Linked DNA regions of Mus musculus: region 1 is linked to region 2. Evidence: chromatin contacts called from public Hi-C data. All regions are on one chromosome and are shown on one strand. The core of a region is the stretch at or near the end of the contact, and the rest is flanking DNA. Distances in the headings are between cores, read along the strand shown.

Evidence for each region. A called contact is a pair of places that touch in the nucleus more often than the background predicts.
Region 1: a contact with region 2 is called in a Hi-C map of liver, with 2.7 times the contacts expected there. The contact joins the enhancer-like site here to the promoter of Prlr in region 2. A contact is called at or near these places in 2 of 39 promoter capture datasets (both in liver), 2 of 484 Hi-C or Micro-C datasets (both in liver) and 2 of 9 other capture datasets (adipose tissue and liver).

What each region holds. Positions count from the first base shown.
Region 1 is chr15:10,396,815-10,402,714 of GRCm38.p6, reverse strand. It overlaps Agxt2 (alanine-glyoxylate aminotransferase 2), which reads right to left. Exons shown (of 14, transcript NM_001310735.1): 12 at 3,552-3,701; 13 at 2,170-2,268. Among named protein-coding and RNA genes, the nearest start is that of Gm52213, 22 kb to the left of the region's middle. Within about 2 kb of position 2,729, at least 11 of the 459 cell types and tissues checked have an H3K27ac peak or open chromatin away from gene starts, as enhancers often do. A contact at or near this core is called in liver, where this site is marked.
Region 2 is chr15:10,173,690-10,178,922 of GRCm38.p6, reverse strand. It overlaps Prlr (prolactin receptor), which reads right to left and starts at 1,685. Exons shown (of 10, transcript NM_011169.5): 1 at 1,052-1,685.

The DNA.
Region 1 (5,900 bases), core at 1,480-3,979, 220 kb before region 2:
GCCCTTTAAGTTGAAAATCTTCATTCTCATCAACTCCTATTATCCGTAGGTTTGGTCTTCTCATTGTGTCCTGGATTTCCTGGATGTTTTGAGTTAGGATCTTTTTGATTTTGTATTTTCTTTGATTGTTGTGCCGATGTTCTCTATGGAATCTTCTGCACCTGAGATTGTCTCTTCCATCTCTTGTATTCAGTTGCTGATGCTCGCATCTATGGTTCCAGATTTCTTTCCTAAGTTTTCTATCTCCAGCGTTGCCTCACTTTGGGTTTTCTTTATTGTGTCTACTTCCCTTTTTATGTCTTGGATGGTTTTATTCAATTCCATCACCTGTTTGGTCGTGTTTTCCTGCAATTCTTTAAGGAATTTTTGTGTTTCCTCTTTAAGGTCTTCTACCTGTTTAGCTGTGTTCTCCTGTATTTCTTTAAGTGAGTTATTAAAGTCTTTCTTGATGTCCTCTACCATCATCATGAGATATGCTTTTAAATCCAGGTCTTGCTTTTCGGGTGTGTTGGGGTGCCCAGGACTAGGTGGGGTGAGAGTGCTGCCTTCTGATGATGGTGAGTGATCTTGATTTCTGTTAGTAGGATTCTTATGTTTGCCTTTTGCCATCTGATAGTCTCTGAAGCTAGTTGTTATAGTTGTCTCTGGTAAGAGCTTGTTCCTCAGGTGACTCTGTTAGCCTCCATCAGCAGACCTGGGAGACTAGCTCTCTCCTTAGTTTCAGTGGTCAGAGTATTCTCTGCAGGCAAGCTCTCTTCTTGCAGGGAAGGTGCCCAGATATCTGGTGTTCGAACCTGCCTCCTGGCAGAAGTTGTGTTCCCCTCACCAGAGGTCTTAAGATCCCTTGGAGGGTCCTGTGAGGACCTTGGGGGTGTCTGGAAACTCCCCGCGCAAGGAACCACGGTGCTGGAGTGGACTGGAAGGGACTTGTGCCCCTGATCAGGCCAGGTTATCTGCTTCCCTAGTTAATGCAGTCTCAGGTCCTGTGCGATTGGATTGGAGCAGATCCTGTGTTCCACTCACCAGAGGTCTTAGGATCTCGTGGGGGATCCTGTGTGGGTCCTTGCGGGTGTCCGGAGACTCCGCGGGTAAGGCACCCCGGTGCTGGAGTGGACCGGAAGGGACTTGTGCTCCTGATTGCAGCATCATCTCTTTTTTTTTTTCCATTTTTAATTAGGTATTTAGCTCATTTACATTTCCAATGCTATACCAAAAGTCCCCCATAGCCACCAACCCCCACTCCCCTACCCACCCACTCCCCTTTTTTGGCCCTGGCGTTCCCCTGTACTGGGGCAGCATCATCTCTTGAACATCCTAATGTACACACATCAAAACATCACGGCACACTCCCTAAATATGTGCAATGACCATGTTTCATAAAAGAAAAGGTTTTTGAAGTGGTAAAAATTAAGAGGAAGAAAACAGAATATTTGCAGGGAGCAGAAGTCACTTCCATACCTGAGCCCACCCTGGTGAATGACATGAGATTTAGAGGCAGATTGTATTGTGCTACAGCAGCAGCAGTAGCAACAACAAAAACAACAGCAGTAGCAGTAACAGCAGCAGCATCTTATTGTAGCATTAGGGTCAGACCAGGCTCCTGATAGAGTGAGCATAACTTCCAGAAAGGGGTAAGGTGAGCTCTGTTTTGGATTATTCTAGGGGAGGGTGAAGGACACTGAGGGGCTGATCTTGAGTTCTGCATCAGGGACTATGTTTGAGGCTGGTCCTTGATCTCTCTTTCTAGGATCATACAGGGCAGCCATGGATCTTAGATTGCTGTATGCTCTAATGACCACGAAAACACCAGGTTCACAAAGTCAGACTTCAGGACTGAGTGAAGAATGACTGTCATTGTTTTCTCAGGGGTTAGAAGTAATTAATACTCAATACAATACATATGTATGTAATATGTATACGTTATGTGAGTGTCATGGTTCTATTATCACCCATGCTGTGAATTGTCTGGTTAGTTCGTGTGGCCTTTCTATGCCTCTCTTTTGCCTTCAAGACCATGGATAATGGAATCACTTTACCACATCCCCCTCTAGTGGCTACAAGCTTTTGTCTCTTTCTTTTTACTACATGCAAGCATTATCATAATGTGGAGGAAGCATAACCAGGTGCCCTATCAGGGAGACTCTAGCTCAGAGGCAGCCATTCTCTTACCTGAGAAAAATTACCACCTCTACCCACTAGGAGCCCCATGTCTTTGCAGTCCTCATGGATTTGATTGACTTCTGTTTTAGGAAGAGGTTGTCGGCTTATCTGTGAATACATTAAAAAAGAAAAAAAAAGAAAAAAAGAAAAAAGGAATGTCTTCTATTTTGTGTTTGAATTGTTAGAAAAATTATTTAACAAGGCAGGAGACCCGAGGAAAACCACAACAAAACTCAAGCAATCAATGTCCCCCTAATGAAACAAAATTGTTAATTGCTGAACCAGAGAGTTTTGAGGGGTCGGGGTGGGGGTGAGCATGGAAAACATTTGCTTTATTCTATGTCATCTAAAAATCCCCAAAGACAAAGTGAAATTCCATCCATGCATTCCATGCAAGTCGGGGTAAGTGAACCTTGGCTCTGCTAATGGCTACTCTGGGCAGGGTTGGGGGTGGGCATGAAGGTGGGGGTGGGGCTGATCTTTTAATAGCTAGTTAGAGATCTGCTTTGTTTGTGTTGAAATCCTCTTCAACTCTGCAATGCTCTGTGTAACTGAAGAGTCCATTCCAAAGTCTAGCAAGTGGCTCAGAAGTTGTGTAAGGGCACATGCAGCTAAGCGTTTCCAGGGCTACAGCATGGCCATGGAGCTGGTGTGGAGCCAAATATCTTCCATGTTTGTTGAATTTGCTCTTTTCCTAAGGCTCCACCCCTTCAGGGTCAGGAACAGTAAGAGCTGGGAGCTAAGAGGCCATGTCAGATTCTAGGGCCTGAGGTTGGTCCTTTGTGCAGGGCTCAGGCATGCTATTCTAACGTTGGTGATATTGGGCTGGAGTTTACATCCTTTCTGTGGATGAAAGCTCTACTCCCAGTCTACGAACATGAATATTTCCCTCTAGTTAATTCATTTTAATTCTGAGTATAGTGTAAGCATGCTTCCCTGGGGGCCTTTTATACACAAAAATATGGGCCTACCACAGTCGGAAAAATTTGAATATTTGGAAAAGGCTTAGGATGTGTATTTTTAAAATGGTCCTTAGGTAGCTGTCTTGGGAACCTTGCCAATCTTCTTTAGTAGTCTTAGGTGCTTTTGCTGCCCCTTGTCTCCCCCTTTACCCTTCACAGATAGCAAACATCACCACGAGGTCTGGCTTCCTTGATGTAGATGACTAAACCTCAATCCTGCTCAGGAGAGCTCTTCTCAGTACACTTGGCTTGCTTCCCCTCAGGGCTTTCTACCTTTTCTGTGGACCTAAGTAGTGTATTATGTATAATAACTGACAGCTATTTATAGTTTAAATAAGTTGTAAGTGCTGTAAGTGCTAGACCCTGTTAGCTTTCTCCTTTACTTGCTACTGGACCCAGGCAGCCACCCAACCAACAGCAGATCATTACCTTGTCTTGAACCATCTCTATCCCCACCATAAGGCCTTTGCCTCGGACATCCCCAACGATATCAAATTCGTCCCGAAGCTTAGCAAACTTCAGCAGCATGTAGGTGCCAACTTCTTGACTGTTTCTCTGGAGATTTTCTTCTTCAATCACCTGTGGAGAGACAGCCCCTACATACTTTTACAAGGCAAAAGTTGAAGGTTTGACAGAGAAGCCCAGAAAGATAAAATATATACCATGGTCTTTACAGTAACTTCACTTGATAAACAGGACCTAGAAGATGGTCTGGTGTGGACATACCATGGACCAAATAAAAATCTACTGTAAGGAATGAAACCATCTTGGTAAAGGGGATTTCCCTGAACCTGTTCACCTGTAGAGGCAAGCAAGGCTTTAAGAACTGTCAGCAATATATATTCCATAATGTGGAAGTTCATTTTTCCAGGTTTTGCTGAGTGTTGGCGAACTGTGAAGACAATAGCAAATGAACTGTGGGAGGAGTCCCACAGGCACCTTTCCTGTGGGAGACAGTGACTTCCCTAGGCCACATGTAGGTTTGCACAGTCCAAACACTCCAGTATAGGGGCCCTGCACCCCTTAGCCGAGCCACAGGTGTATCCACAGCTAGGAAACCTGAGATATTAAAAAGATTTTCACCTAACTCCCACTCATAGTGATTTTTTTGTTTAAAAAAAAAATCTTAAATTTTTTTGTTTTGTTTGTTTGTTTCTGTGTACATGTGTGGGACATATGCAGAGGGCAGAAAGTAGCTTTGGGAGTCAGTTCTCTCTACACAGTGCAGATACGAGGGGTCCAACTGAGATGCACAGGCTTCACAGCAAATGTCTTTTACCTGGAGAACCATCTCAACCAGCTATAGGAATCTTTGATTTTTCAAGAATCAAAGACACATACAAGTTTCATCTGTACTTAGCTAAGAATAATTGTGTGATGTTTTAGGGACTAGTTGGTCCACCCCAACCCCCCATCTCATTTGAATTTGTTTGGATGACCTAACACTGAAAAGCTGACAGAAAACTTCCAAGGCCAGCTTGTAGACCACTTGACTATGACACCCTATTTGTTCTTCAGGACTCTCAACCTCTGATTGGCCTCTTGCACTCCAGTAGTCTCTGTCCTTTAAAAGAATTGTCAGTCCCTAGGAACTACATAACAGATGTGCCGGAGGAGTCTACCCAGTATGTTCCCTTGCATTTATATAATCAAGTGTCAATAAAGAATGCACAAAAAAAAAAAAAAAGAAAAGAAAAGAAAAGAAAAGAAAAGTTGGACTTTGGCTGGAGAAGCAGGTTGAGAAACTACATAGGCTTAGAATTTTTTAAAACCTATGGTAATAAGCGCTTTTTAATGCTTTAACCTCCCTTCTAGCTCACCACCCCCCAGAGATAGTGGAAAGGAAGGGTTAATCGTGAAAAGGGGGATGTGGACCTGTCTAGAATTAGTTTTTGGTGTGTTTTCTCTATAGTCATGTGGTCTCCTGACTTGTTCTCTAAGGGAGATTTCTGGTTTTGCTTCATAGTTTTCATGTGTCCTAGTTTTAAAAAGTTTTATTTTTTGGGGGGGGGGAGCTGAACATTCTCTTCAGTTAGAGCAGATTGCAAAGTTGGCTGGCTGTACACTTAGAGAGTTTGTGGACAGAGGCAGAAGTGCTGGGAAAAGAAGAAGGGCTTTGCTATTGGTTCGCTTTGCTATTCTTTGCTGGTCCTTATTGGGCTTTGCTGACACTAGTCTTCGCTGATGATGTTCTGGCTTTGGTTTGTCTCGCCTTCTTTGATTATTGTGATTTCGTAGAGAAAAATACATCCAAAAAACTTATGATGATAGCCCAGCAGGGTCTTGCTGCTTCGATGGACTTGGGCTGATTGGCCTTGATTCTTCTGGATCAAACTGCGATTGCTAATTTGTAAGTGGTGCTTGCAAGCCAAGATCTAGCCATATCACTCTTAGACATATTCCCAAAGGATGGTTCATTCTACCACAGAGACACTTGCTCAACCATGTTCACTGTTGCTCTATTCACAACAGCCAGAAATTGGAAACAGCCTAGATGTTCCTCAAGAGATGAATGGATAAAGAAAATGTGGTACATTTACATAACTGAATATTACTTAGTGGTTAAGATAATGACATCATGAAATTTGCAGGCAAATGAATGGAACTTGAAAATATTAACCCAGACCCAGAAAGAAATATGGTATGTATTCACTTATAAGTGGGTAATAGCTATTAAATCAATGATAACCAAATAATCCATAGAAGCACAGAAGGTAGGTATATAGTAAGGGACCTAGGAGAGAAGGAACAGAGAGATCTTCCTAGGAAAGGGAGATA
Region 2 (5,233 bases), core at 436-2,935:
AATCAAAATATTCCGGTTTCTGCTCTACTCAGCACCTCTGTTCCATTCAGCACTTGTAGCAAGAATGATCAGTTTCCCTAAATGTACACACAGTAAACTGAGGCCAGGAGAAGGTGAACTCCCACGATTGTAGTGCCACGGGAGGCAGAGCTAGGATTGGTCAAGACACTCCGGTGGGAAATCTTTCCCAGCCAATTCCATGAATGAAGATTAAAGGACGCTCCCCCCCGACCCCCCCCCCCGTGACATTAATAACAGGTTGCAAACATTTTCAAGTTCGATCACAGAAAACCCCAAGTTGCTTGTTATTAAGGGAACGTGGGTTGCTTCCCTACCACACAGGTAGAGGTCACTAACAGGATATTTTTCTACACAACTACAGCCCTTGCCTCCCCCTGCCTCAGCATTAAGAGTCTGGGTTCTGGGAGGCTATCCCCTCTGTCCCCTGATCCCATGATCTTTGCTCCAGCAGTGTGTCCTTGCTTCTACCCCTAGGGCCTGAATTCCTAGCACACTGCCCAGACTCCGCTTAGCTGCCTTAGGGAGTGGGGGTGGGAGCTCAGGTGACTGTCTCTTCACCTGGCACCCAGCTGTGCAGCCGGCAGGAGACTGCCCAAGTTAGCTGCCACCACGTCTCCTGCCCCAGCCCATTCAGCCTCCCCGCTATCTCCCCAGCTTTTCATTTCGACACAAACCACCTGCAACCCCACCATCACACCACCGAAACTCATTCGCAAGGGCGCGCTTGCAGGGTTTATTTTAAAACACACCGAGAGCAGTTGTAAAAGCTGGGGTGGGTGGCCAAGCCCCTTGGCATATATTTAGCTTTTCTCGAAAGGGACACCAAGGTTTGGCTTCAGGCACGCTCACAGCACGGGATGGGGTTTCCTCGCGCCCGCGGGCTCTGGCAGCTAGCTGGCATTTCCCTAAGCTGTCCGCGCCTGCAGCCAACTGTTCCACTCCCACTCGCGGCCTCGAACCCGCGGCCCTGGAGAGCGCCCGCCCGCACCACCCCTGGCCACGCACAGCCTTGTCTGACATGGGTACTCACTTCTGCTGGAGAGAAAAGTCTGCCATACCAGGGATTGAGCACTTCTTGCAAAGAACGCGAGCTTTTTCAGTGACAGGTAAAGCTGTTTCCTGAGCCCCGTGTAAAATCCAGAACGCAGGAGAGGAGTGAGTGAGACAGAGCAGGAAGGCGGGGAAAGCCCAGCTCAGAAGACCCGGCAGTCTGGGGATTTTAGCCTCTGCTCTGCCGTCGCCAGCCGCGTGTCTCTGAGAAGAAGCTCAACTCGGTGCACTTGTTCACTCTTTCTTCACTAGAGGAGGAGTCAGTGTTGCAACATGCATGTTCCTTGCTGGAGGCAAAACAGTGATTTTTCTCCAGCGTGCAAAAGGTCCAGAGCCTGCCAGTTTTATAAGGTGACGGAGATAGTTGGGGGAATCAGAATGCAGAGAAAAGGTGGACAAGGTAATGTCTGATTTCTCCCGGATCCGTTTCGCATGATCAGGGGACCTTCTTCCATCAAGACTACCAGTAAAGAGACAAAACAATAATAGAAATGTCCTTTAAGTCCTGTGACCTCAAAGATGGTATTTCTCCCAGTAGCCAAGATGAGATTCGGTGTCAAATTTCTTTCCGTACTTCCCAGCAAGCAACACCCAGCAGCCAGCCGCTTGACAATACTTGAGGGGGCTCTAGGGATTGGAATCACACCTTCCCTGGGAAGGAGGAGGAGTCAGAGGAAAGTGGTCGAGGAAGAATAAACAGGGACCCTTAAAGGACGCGTTGCTTTCTATTTTTTAACACAGCAGAACTTCCAGGGCTCTACTTTATGCTCAGCCACATCAAAATAGTAGATACACCAACATCCTCAGCAACCCACGAGTCGGCTCCTTTCCGCAAATGCAGAATGTACCTCCTCAAATAAGCTGCACCATCTGAGGGTTGTTTTATATTATGTCTTTGGTATTAACAAAACACTGCTTTTCCTCTTGCACCCCTCCCTATGTTCTCTTGAAAATAAACTATTAAAACAACAAATACCAATAGCTACTTGGATCAAATAGTTATCTCTGAACAGGTAAGTGATGCCATTGATTAACACTGTGTCCCGTTGTTAGGTAAGTTAGAGGGCCACGATGGGTGGTTATTTTGAACAAGCTATTGAATATTTTTTTTAATCATTGAAACATTGCTTTTTCTTCCTCTGATTTGATTGACACTTTACAATAACTGGCAAATCACATTCGTTAATGGCTTTCTGCCACACTGCAGGAAGCTGCTGGAAATCCCATGACGTTTAGGCGATTCTCTTGCATTAGAAGAGGCGTTCACACATGACCTGCACAAGATAAACCATGATCTACCCCTGGTTTTCAGAGGCTGTGGGGTGTGTATCTGCTGTGCACAGACTATGCCGGCTTCTGGTGGCTGAGGTGGACCATTGCTCACAATTACCTTTGAGAGTGTATAATACAGTGCCCGTTCATTTTCAAAACTAACGAGTATCCTCTCCAATGGCAGAATACAGACATTCTTAGTGGCCAAGTTACACCACAATGAACCCATTGTTAAGTTTAAGATATTTTAAGAAAAAAAAAAGAATAAAAACACCTGTTGAACATCATAATCTAGCCTTGTCTTGCCTATCAGATATGCTTAGAACTTGTATATTTGACTGAATTTGGGGGAAATTATCTAGCACAAAACTTAACAGGATGCCCGTGTAGGTAGATCATCATATTATTAAAGTGTCTAAACCATCGTGAACCACCAGAGGTTAGTGATTATATTCCTGTGTGACCTTTGAAAGGCTGGGGGTTACTCAGTAAAGTGTAATTTTCCTTGACTATTCTAACAGATAATGAGAAGAGAGGGAGAATCACCTTTGGCAATGGAAAACTGTTCGATTTCCTTGTGGTTCCTAGACGTCTGCGTTCCTGCTGCACAGCAGAAGTAGGTTCCAGAACAGGGTAAGTGACTAATCCACATGCTATTTGGAGAGAAGGTCATGGCTTTCTGCTTTGCTGTGCAGCATATACCCTGACCCCAAGCCACAGGCAGGCGTTCACAGTCGTAAATTTCCTTGTGCTCTCCTGTTACTGAGATGCTGAGGGAAGTCATCTGTGAGGCCAGCTTCCCTTTGCTCCATAGCTAGACCATGACTCTCTCCTTCTGCACACACTGGAACCATTCACCCACTTCCTCGTGTTCTCCGTTTGCTTAGATCTGCATCTGCCTCAGTGTGTGTCTTGTCTTGCTGATTCATCCAGCTGTGTCTTGACTCTGTATCTGCTCACTGTCTCCAAGACCTCACCCCACAGTTTAAGGTAACACACTAGCAATGTTTTGGATATCGCTATTCATTTGACTTGCACGAGTTTCACTTAGTGTAAACCAGGCTCAGCAGGGGAATAGCTATAATGTTGATGGAGTCTGTAAAATGCCAATCACGCTAATAAAACCTTATGGTCTTCACGGTTTTCTTTCCTTGCCTGTTTTGTTTTGCCTTCCTATTTCCTAGCCATGAGTTCCCTTCCACAGCTTTCTCAGATTGTTCCTGGCCCAGCTGGCACTTGGGATGATTCACAGTTTAGGAAAGCGTCACACATCCACAGCCTTCTTGACTTACTTTCCTTGGATTTGGCTATTCCTAGCCTTGGGTGCAGACCAGCAACACCCAAGGAGGAGCCGAATAACAATGCCTGCATGTCTGGTGATAAACTTATAATCCAAGAGGTTCAGGGTAACTTTCCTAGTCCTACAAGAAAATCCATCAACTCTACTGTTTTGGTCACTATTTGGTTCTTCCTCTTCTGCCATGGCTGCCCGCGAGCTGCTCTCCAGGCAGGGTTACCTTGGCCTTTCCCCTGCTTTCTGTGAGCTCTCCTTTAGGACGCCGCATTTCTCCACTTCCCCATGTCTCCCTGCTATTCCAGGGTTTCTGGCACAGCCTCTCTCCTTTCTCCTTTACACAGGGGACACTTTTGTTTCTAGATTTCACTTTTACCAATTGGAGATAGCTTTCTATTCTTTAATAAATAGGAAATGCGAGAAACACCACAACAGATACTGATACTGCTAACAAAACACAATTACATCTATATTTGTAAAGTTGAAAAAGATTGCTCCAAATCACATACATACCTTTCTTGCTTGCTTGTTTTCTTTCTTTCTTTCTTTCTTTCTTTCTTTCTTTCTTTCTTTCTTTCTTTCTTTCTTTCTTCCTTTCTTCCTTTCTTCCTTTCTCCCTTTCTCCCTTTCTCCCTTTCTCCCTTTCTCCCTTTCTTTCTTTCTTTCTTTCTTTCTTTCTTTCTTTCTTTCTTTCTTTCTTTCTTTCTTTCTTTCTTTCTTGTCCCATCTTGAATGGAAGACATCACTGAGACATGAACACATACCTGTCCCTTTTCTTTTTTTGTAAGTTATAATTCCCTTTATTAGCTGAGACTTTTTTTTAATTAGGTATTTTCTTCAATTACATTTCAAATGCTGTCCCCAAAGTCCCCCATACCCTCCCCTAACCAACCAATCCCACTTCTTGGCCCTGGCATTCCCCCTTACTGAGGCATATAAAGTTTGCAAGACCAAGGGGCCTCTCTTCACAATGATGACCAACTAGGCCATCTTCTGCTGCATATGCAGCTAGAGACACAAGCTCCGGGAGTACTGGTTAGTTCATATTGTTGTTCCACCTATAGGGTTGCAGACCCCTTTAGCTCCTTGGGTACTTTCTCTAGCTCCTCCATTGGGGGCCCTGTGTTCCATCCAATAGCTGACTGTGAGCATCCACTTCTGTGTTTGCTAGGCCCCTGCATAGTCTCACAAGAGACAGCTATATCATGGTCCTTTCAGCCAAATCTTGCTAGTATATGCTATGGTGTCAGCGTTTGGAGACTGATTATGGGATGGATCCCCGGGTATGGCAGTCTCTAGATGGTCCATCCTTTCCTCTCACCTCCAAACTTTGTCTCTGTAACTCCTTCCATGGGTATTTTGTTCCCAATTCTAAGAAGAGGCAAAGTGTCCACACTTTGGTCTTCATTCTTCTTAAGCTTCATGTGATTTGCAAATTGTATCTTGTATCTTGGGTTTTCTAAGTTCCTAGGCTAAGATCCACTTATCAGTGAGTACATATCATGTGAGTTCTTTTGTGATTGGGTTACCTCACTCAGGATGATGCCATCCAGGTCCATCCATTTGCCTAGGAATTTCATAAATTCATTCTTTTAA